Linked DNA regions of Pan troglodytes: regions 1 and 2 are each linked to region 3. Evidence: chromatin contacts called from public HiChIP or PLAC-seq data. All regions are on one chromosome and are shown on one strand. The core of a region is the stretch at or near the end of the contact, and the rest is flanking DNA. Distances in the headings are between cores, read along the strand shown. Region 1 holds the start of DLX2 (distal-less homeobox 2). Region 2 holds the start of DLX1 (distal-less homeobox 1). Region 3 holds the start of HAT1 (histone acetyltransferase 1).

What was found. HiChIP or PLAC-seq counts read pairs in DNA pulled down with a chosen protein or histone mark.
Region 1: an H3K4me3 HiChIP or PLAC-seq map of stem cell-derived excitatory neurons shows a contact between it and region 3, with 2.5 times the contacts expected there. The contact joins the promoter of DLX2 here to the promoter of HAT1 in region 3. A contact is called at or near these places in 1 of 7 Hi-C or Micro-C datasets (stem cell-derived neural progenitor cells) and 1 of 1 datasets of contacts at active chromatin or transcription factors (stem cell-derived excitatory neurons).
Region 2: an H3K4me3 HiChIP or PLAC-seq map of stem cell-derived excitatory neurons shows a contact between it and region 3, with 2.4 times the contacts expected there. The contact joins the promoter of DLX1 here to the promoter of HAT1 in region 3. A contact is called at or near these places in 1 of 7 Hi-C or Micro-C datasets (stem cell-derived neural progenitor cells) and 1 of 1 datasets of contacts at active chromatin or transcription factors (stem cell-derived excitatory neurons).

What each region holds. Positions count from the first base shown.
Region 1 is chr13:74,160,566-74,163,265 of NHGRI_mPanTro3-v2.0_pri, reverse strand. DLX2 (distal-less homeobox 2) reads left to right here and starts at 1,290. Exons shown (of 3, transcript XM_016950040.3): 1 at 1,290-2,088; 2 at 2,581-2,700. The coding sequence starts at 1,689. It also overlaps a transcript of LOC107973828 not described here.
Region 2 is chr13:74,143,266-74,145,977 of NHGRI_mPanTro3-v2.0_pri, reverse strand. DLX1 (distal-less homeobox 1) reads right to left here and starts at 1,461. Exons shown (of 3, transcript XM_009443764.3): 1 at 978-1,461; 2 at 115-314. The coding sequence starts at 1,290.
Region 3 is chr13:73,971,332-73,974,183 of NHGRI_mPanTro3-v2.0_pri, reverse strand. It overlaps HAT1 (histone acetyltransferase 1), which reads right to left and starts at 1,396. Exons shown (of 11, transcript XM_001146318.6): 1 at 735-1,396. The coding sequence starts at 825. All of the region lies in intron 1 of SLC25A12 (solute carrier family 25 member 12), which reads left to right.

The DNA of each region.
Region 1 (2,700 bases), core at 41-2,540, 190 kb before region 3:
CATCAGACAGTTGTTTTAACAAGTTCTTTCAGCGACATGTTATGTCTTTAGGAAAGGGTGCTTCAGATGGTGCGCACTAGCACAATTTTGTGGCTTTTAATTACTATTTTGTTCTTTTGGGGGGTTTCAGAGGCTGGCGCCTGGGCGTGATTAGACCGTCTACCCCGCCCCCCGCAACCTCGCACACTGCCCACCAGGTGGCGCCACAAAGCAAGCGCTGCCGCAGAAACTTCGGACTTGGGAGTCCAGCAAGTCGTGCAGTCCATCACCGTCGGGCCAAGGTTTCCAACTACAAGGTTATAGAGACAGAGGAAGTCACCATTTCCGATTTTTTAAAAAACAGAAGGAAAAGAAAAAAATTGCAATGATAGGGTAGAACAGGGTCCTAAAATGCAAAACTGTAAAACAGGATTAAATTCAACAAACCAGATAAAACTTTTTATATTTGTTGTAAATTTACAGAGAAGTGATAAATCTAGTATCTACTTGATAAATCTATAATCTCACCTATTATCCTATTTCCTTTTTCGCAAGAGCATCGAATTTTCAAGGACAACTGGTGAACCTTTCCACCCGAAGGAGGAAGTCCTCGGGATGGCTTTCAGGGTGTCATTTACTTATCAAACGTATAGAATTACTCAGAGTCTCGCGTGTCGGGAAAGTACCAGGGAAAGTGGTTTCAAATATACTATTAGCAATAATACCTTTAAGTTTATGTAGCTTCTCTTTCAAGCAACAAGGAAGACCCGTTTCAATATTATATAATTAATTGTCCTAATATCCCTGCGGATTGGTTAGGAAGCGAACATTACACGTGGTTTGTGGATAATTAAATCAATTGATTATGTCAAGTGCCGAGTGGCTAACAAGAATAAATGCCAGACACTTCGAGGAAAAGTGGAGATAGAGCTGGCTGGACTCTGGGCACCGATGTACTTTAATGTGTTTGAAAACTGACCTCGGACATGAAAGTACGAATCACTGGAACTGGCACTTGCTCACAGAATGGGAGAGGGGACTCCACTTCTTCCTCTGAGGCAAAACGCCAGTCTGTCTCCACGCCTTCTGTCTTCCTGCTGCGGGCCACCCTGACTCCTCGCTACCTCGACCCCTCGCCTCGCTGCTCACATTCGGCGGCAGTCTGTTTGCACCTGGGGCCGCTGCAGCCGCAGCCGCAGCCACAGCGCCCACCATGTGACGCCCGCCCCCTGGCCGGGCGTTCCCGGAGCTCCGCGGCCGTTTGCTTCTGATTGGCTGTTGCTAGGTGACGTCGCCAGCGCTCACGTGACGAGTGTTAAATGCCCACACTGCAGGAGCCCGCCTGGCAGACAATCGTAAAGCCGCTCGGGGCCGCTCACCTGCTCCCGCCTCCCAGAGTCCCGACCCGGCCCAGCCACCCCTGCCCCCTCCATTGCCCGCCCCCCGCCAGAGCCCGCGCTCGCGCTGGGCAAGGAGCCGAGCGGGCCCAGAGGCCGAAAGAGGATGCGACCAGAGGCAGCTGTCCCGAGCAGCGCACGGTGATCGCCTCCCCCGGAGGAGGAGGCGCCTAGACGGTTGCCTCCTTTCTTGTTTCCCCACCACCACCCCCGTAATTACATTGGCTGCTGGAGGGGACCGGGAGAGACAGAGGAGGCGCCTGGCTTCCCCCGCACGCACGCCACCTCTGCTCTTTCCCGTCTCGGGCCAGGATGACTGGAGTCTTTGACAGTCTAGTGGCTGATATGCACTCGACCCAGATCGCCGCCTCCAGCACGTACCACCAGCACCAGCAGCCCCCGAGCGGCGGCGGCGCCGGCCCGGGTGGCAACAACAGCAGCAGCAGCAGCCTCCACAAGCCCCAGGAGTCGCCCACCCTTCCGGTGTCCACCGCCACCGACAGCAGCTACTACACCAACCAGCAGCACCCGGCGGGCGGCGGCGGCGGCGGGGGCTCGCCCTACGCGCACATGGGTTCCTACCAGTACCAAGCCAGCGGCCTCAACAACGTCCCTTACTCCGCCAAGAGCAGCTATGACCTGGGCTACACCGCCGCCTACACCTCCTACGCTCCCTATGGAACCAGTTCGTCCCCAGCCAACAACGAGCCTGGTATGCACAACGCTGGAGTCAAGAGTGCCGAGTCGGTCTAGTTAATGGGATGGATGGGTAAACGTGTTTGGGGCGGGGGGCCGTCGAAAGCCCTGGATTTTCACGCTGCCTGCTCACCGCCCGCTTGTGCCCTTTACCCTCCCCAGCCTCCAATCTGCCGCAGGTCGCCGGTTACGTCCCTCTCTCCGTTGGTGGGACCTGGTGGCCTCAAGAGCCAAGTGGGCGTGCTCTGCCTGCCTCATAAGGGCATCTCCTTGCCACCAGCTTCTTTCTCTTCGGTGTGCACTTGTCTCCCCCTTCCCTGGAGGGTACAGCTCCCGGGGTCGGTGGCGGCTCCGATCGCACGCTGCGAAGTTGCGCCTGCCCGTGGCGCCACAGTTCAGGGCACCCACCTCCTTGCTCAAGCCAAGTCCCCCCCGCCGGGCCCTCTAGGAGGGCGGGAACTCCAGGACCCCTGGGTTGCGCTGTTCTTACGATTCTTTATCGTTGCAGAGAAGGAGGACCTTGAGCCTGAAATCCGGATAGTGAACGGGAAGCCAAAGAAAGTCCGGAAACCCCGCACCATCTACTCCAGTTTCCAGCTGGCGGCTCTTCAGCGGCGTTTCCAAAAGA
Region 2 (2,712 bases), core at 212-2,711, 170 kb before region 3:
CATACACACAGTGACACCCCGACCCTGAGTCCCAGCGAGCAACAAATGAAGACCCGGGCGCAGGCCGGCCGCGGAAAGCCTGCGTGGCGGAACGGAGCGGCAGCGGCGAGGTACCTGAGTCTGTGTGAGTCCCAAAGAGGCCGCGAGCTCCGCCCTCTCCGGCAGAGCTAGGTACTGAGTTTGCTGGAACCTCCGGTTCAAAGCCTGCAACTGCAAACTGGAATAAATCGTCCTGGGTTTACGGATCTTTTTTCCCTTGCCATTGAAGCGCACTTCACCGCCTTCCACCACCGTGCTCTTCTCCGAGTCCGCCCCTGGAGGGACAGCAGAAGTAGGGCCCGTTGTTAATACGAGGGGCCGCCTTTAGTGCGAGCAGCCGAGAGCGAGTGGCTACCGAAGGGTGGCGGAGGCAGCACCAGGGAGAGAACGTTCAAGAAACTCTGAAAGCCAGGGAAGGGTCCCCCAAAATCCGAGGGCCTGTCCCGGGCCGCTGCAGGAGGGATAGAGCCGTTCCCAGGAGCGCAGCTCCTGCCTTTGCAGGAAAAGTTTGCTATTTTTGCAGGCGGTAGTTGAGGTTTAATTACCCTTAATTGCATACATTGTTTATAGCGCTACGCAATAAATAATTACCGAGACTAATACGTGCACATGTGGGTTTCTGTTTTCCAGCGGGGCATTGTGTGCTCTGCACACCGAGCCGCCCAGAGGCCCAGCCAGTGCCAGGAGACGCTCTGGGATTTATCCTTTGCTGGATAGTTGCAAATTGAGGGAATTTTTTAAAAAATTTATTTGCTGTGACAAGGATCTATAGATTGGTATTCGAAACCTCCACTGCTCCCGCGCCCTCCCCACCCCCACCCCACCTCGCTCTCCTCTCTTCTCTTTCTCTCTCTCTCCCTCTCCTCTTCTCCCCCGCTCCTTCTTTCCCTCTCTCCCTTGTACCTCCTCCTCTCCCTCTCCCTGGCAAGCGCACGTACCTGGGTCCTCCAGGCGGCTCTGGGCGAGGCTGGCGCTGCCCGGGTAGGACTGCACCGAACTGATGTAGGGGCTGGATGCGTGGCTGCTGACCGAGTTGACGTAGGGGTAGCCCAGCGGTCGGGAGAAGGACGAGGCTGAGCTGTAGGCGCCGTCGGGCTGCGAATGGCCCGCCGAGTGTAAACAGTGCATGGAGTAGTGCCCGTGGGACATGGGAGAAGGAGACATTTGCTGGTTGGGCGGCCCAAACTCCATAAACACCGCCTTGCCCGACACGGGGCTGTTGAGACTTTCTGGCATGGTGGTCATGGTCATCTCTTCTCGCGGGGTCTGGGTATGGGACTTTCTCTCCTCTGCTTCCCTTTTGGGGGTCTCTATGTTTCTCAGGACAGGAAGGAACCCAATTTAAGCGGAACAGGGGTTTTCACTTTCCATTCATAAGAAAATGGAGTTTGTCTCTTTGAAAAGTCTAAGCATGATGCTGCTGAGCTCCCCAAACTCGGTTCAAAGCTTTGACTCAGCCAAGGTCATAAATATTCATGAGCTGGCGGAGCTGATTGGTCCGCTGTCTTGCATAATCACTGGGGATTGGTCCGAGGCGCTCGGGCTCCGCTGGACTAGAGCGGGCGAGGCGGCCCGGCCTCGGGAGAGACGCATCCACACTTCCCGGCCGGGGCTCCTCTGCAACAGAGCGCGCCGGGCAGGAAGCACAATGGGCTGCGGCGTCTGCGCCGGGGCCCCTGCGGCCCGCGGTTCATCGGCCTCCCGCCTCCCTCGCGCGCTTTCCTCCCCAGGAACCAACCAGCGGCTCCGCGCCGCCGCCCCCTTACCACTGTCCCCACCCTTCAGCGGTCCCTAACACCAGACACCGGGGACCGCTTCTCGTCGCTGCCACTCAGTTCGGCGCAGAGCTAGGGCGGCTCAGGAGGAGCCTGACCTCTGCCTCTGGAGCGCGGAGTCGCGCACTGGGGGCGCCCGAGGCGGCCAACAGACAGAGGTTCTCCTAAGAGCCTTGTGCCTAGCGCAGCGCCCATCCGGCCGCGCCTCCCCGGTACGCTCTGCCACATCCCTGGAGTCGGGGCTTAGGGGCCCTCCCCGCGAACTCACTCACTCGGCCGCTGCGCCAACGCCGCTGTCGCTCCCTGGGGCCCGCTCGCATTGCTCCAGGCCCAGCTGGCCACTCCAGCTCGAGGCTGCACGGGTCTGATTAAAGCAGTGCGCGTGGAGAGCCAGGAACCCGCGCTTCTCCTCCCAGGAAAGGCGGCTGCACCGCCCCCTCCCCCAACACACACATCCTCTTTCCCTCCCAGCCTTCCTCCTCCTCCCCCTCCCTTCTCCACTCCCCATGCGCGGAGAGCCCCGGGCTCACTCGCCCCGAGAGCGCGGCTCAGCGTGGAGCCCAGGAGGCCTAGGGGCTCAGATCTGCTGGAGCCACCGACGCCAGGTGGTCATTTTCCGGCCTCCTGAGGTCTAGCGAGACTTCCAGAGTTTAGGAGTCCCTGGGGGACACCGAAACCCGCAGCAACCCCAGGCCTGTGGTAGGCTCCCTTATCTATGTGTAGACGTCTCTCGTTGCCACCCAGGATCTTCCTCACCTCCAGTGGCCAAAGCGCGCGCCACCAGGCCTAGGGGGCAGGGCTAGTGGAGGCAAGATCTGCCGCTGCTCCTTCTGTCTTCTGGGGTGCTAGGTACAAAAAAGTGCACAAGAGCCCCCACCCCATCGCCACTACTACCAAT
Region 3 (2,852 bases), core at 147-2,646:
AAAATAATCACACCAAAACAGCCTTAATACACGTACAAAGTAATAGCAATTATACATTATTAAATGTTGTAACTTGAAGGGTCTCTAGAATGTACACAAGAGAATTGTATTATAGTAGTCCAACCCTAAAAGAGAAGGGAGGAGTTCAGGAACAAAGTCTTTCTCAAAGGGCATCTAAATACGATCCTCGGAATACTAAAGTGTGACAGATTAACGAGACGACTACGAAGTCAGTCGAGATCCAAGTGGGAGCGCCAGAGCAGGGCAAGGCAGCAATGCGCTAGCTCAGAAGTTGACTGTAGTGGAAGGTAGACGGAGACCTGGAAGAGGAGGAGGATCTGAGCATTAAAATCAGCTGGCGGGAACAGGACCAGATGTACAAGAGCTGAAGCAAGCAGCAGTGGACAAAAGGAATGGGAAGAGAAACAGGCCCCAAGGCATGTGGCATTTTACAAGCCCAAATCATGACGCTTTTCCCTGGCGTCTTCGGCCCTCGGTAGGGGCCGGGTTGCTGGCAGAAGGCGCAGAACCCCAAGCAGTTGGGGGCGGGGGCGCGGACCGCCGCCAACAAGGAGCTGCTGAGCTGAGAGTTCCGCACTTCCGGTCCCAAGCAGGCCTTCTGGAACCCAGGCTACAGCCCGAAAGTTCTAGGCGGGCATTGTCACCACCGTCTCGGTGTTCTATCCCCGATCTGGCCGCCTCCTCCCCTTGGTAAACTTTTCCCGGTAACTTACCCGCCATTTCCGAGCTACGAGCACCCGCGGCTGAGGAAGGACGAATCAACCCGCGCGCTCCCGGGCCGGAAGTGACCGCACAGTCTGACATATTTTCCCCGCCCACTCCCAGCGTGACGTTAGCCAATTAAAGGAGGCGTGTCCAGGCGCCCGGCGGCGGAAGCGCCTCAAGAGGCGGGGCTAACGCCGAGAAGTCTGCGCGGGCCGTTGCCTAGCCACTGCGAATGCCGTCAGCCGCTTTGCAGGCCTGAAGTGGAGGGGGCCGCAAACGGACCTTCGCGGTTGAGATGCTCTCTGGCCCTAGGAAAGTTTCTCTGGGGTTGATTTGATCGATACAGACACTTTACGCCTGTTTTCCATACCCGTCCCTGAGATGTTTTGGAGACTGGCTGAAAATCTTTCCTCTTGGCCTGGACAGTGCATCCAAACACCTGAGCCCTGTGGGCAATTTTACCATTTTACCTAGGTAAAATGTAGAGGTTGAGTTTCAGTTGCGGGAGAAGTTTTCACTTGTTTTCCTCATTTGTTTCTCATTTTGCTGTAAAGTTTAACATCTTTTTTCCTTTCTCCCCTGTTTTTAACGTATACAGTATGATATTTAGGTACTCTGCTTTCACTCTTCAGGTTACTAAGAACCATTTAGCGCGCAAAAATCGTTACCTAGGCCGGGCGCGGTGGCTCACGCCTATAATCCCAGCACTTCGGGAGGCCGAGGCGGGTAGATTGCCTGAGCTCAGGAGTTCGAGACCAGCGTAGCCAACATAGTGAAACCCCGTCTCTACTAAAAATACAAAAATTAGCCAGGCATGGTGGCAGGCGCCTGTAATCCCAGCTACTCGGGAGGCTGAGGCAGGAGAATCGCTTGAACCCTGGAGGCGAAAGTTGCAGTGAGCCGAGATTGCGCCACTACACTCCAGCCTGGGCAACAGAGTGAGACTCCGTCTCAAAAAAAAAAAAAAAAATTGTTACCTAATAAATACCTCAAGTAGCCTGATGTAGTCTTGCATGCCACATGTCCTAGTGGTTTGAATTACATCACAAGGTGCTACCTGATTTTAGCCATAGGCCTTGTTAGTATTTAGTAGCTGTAGGAACTGCTTTCCCCAGAGGATAAACCACTATTTAGGTATCCACAAATATTCCCACAATGTTGGCTATACACCAGAATTCCTTATCTCAACAAATATTTGTTAACAAGTTTTACAGTGATGCACGCTAAAGCTTAAATGGACCCTTGGGATGATGGTCTAGAACTAACACACCCTCTCATTTTAGAGATGAGGAAACCAAAGCCCAGAAAAGATAAACTGCCCAAGTTCATTCTCAGTATGCAACCTATGCAGAGTGCAGTTCATCAGATACTCAGCCCAGTATTTATTTGCTCAACTATATAGAGATGGCTTTCCTGAAGATAAAGATCAGAAAAGGTACTGAGAATGCCCAGATCCTTTTTCTTTCTTTCTTTCTTTTTTTTTTTTAGACGGAGTTTCACTCTTGTTGCCCAGGCTGGAGTGCAATGGCACAATCTCAGCTCACCACAACCTCCGCCTCCCGGGTTCAAGCGATTCTCCTGCCTCAGCCTCCTGAGTCGCTGGGATTACAGGCATGCGCCACCACACCCAGCAATTTTGTATTTTTGTAGAGACGGGGTTTCTCCATGTTGGTTAGGCTGATCTCGAACTCCCGACCTCAGATGATCTGCCCATCTCGGCCTACAAAAGTGCTGGGATTACAGGCGTGATCCCAAGAAAAAGGTTTCAAGATCCTTTTTCTGGAAACCTAATGATACACAAGAAATTACAGTCATAGGCCGGGCGTGGTGGCTCACGCCTGTAATCCCAGCACTTTGGGATGCCGAGGCGGGCGGATCACGAGATCAGGAGATCCAGACCATCCTGGCTAACATGGTGAAACCCCGTCTCTACTAAAAATACAAAAAAAGTAGCCGGGCGTGGTAGCGGGTGCCTGCAGTCCCAGCTACTCAGGAGGCTGAGGCAGGAGAATGGCGTGAACCTGGGAGGCGGAGCTTGCAGTGAGCCGAGATCCCGCCACTGCACTCCAGCCTGGGCAAGAGCGAGACCCCGTCTCAAAAAAAAAAAAAAAGAAATTACAGTCATA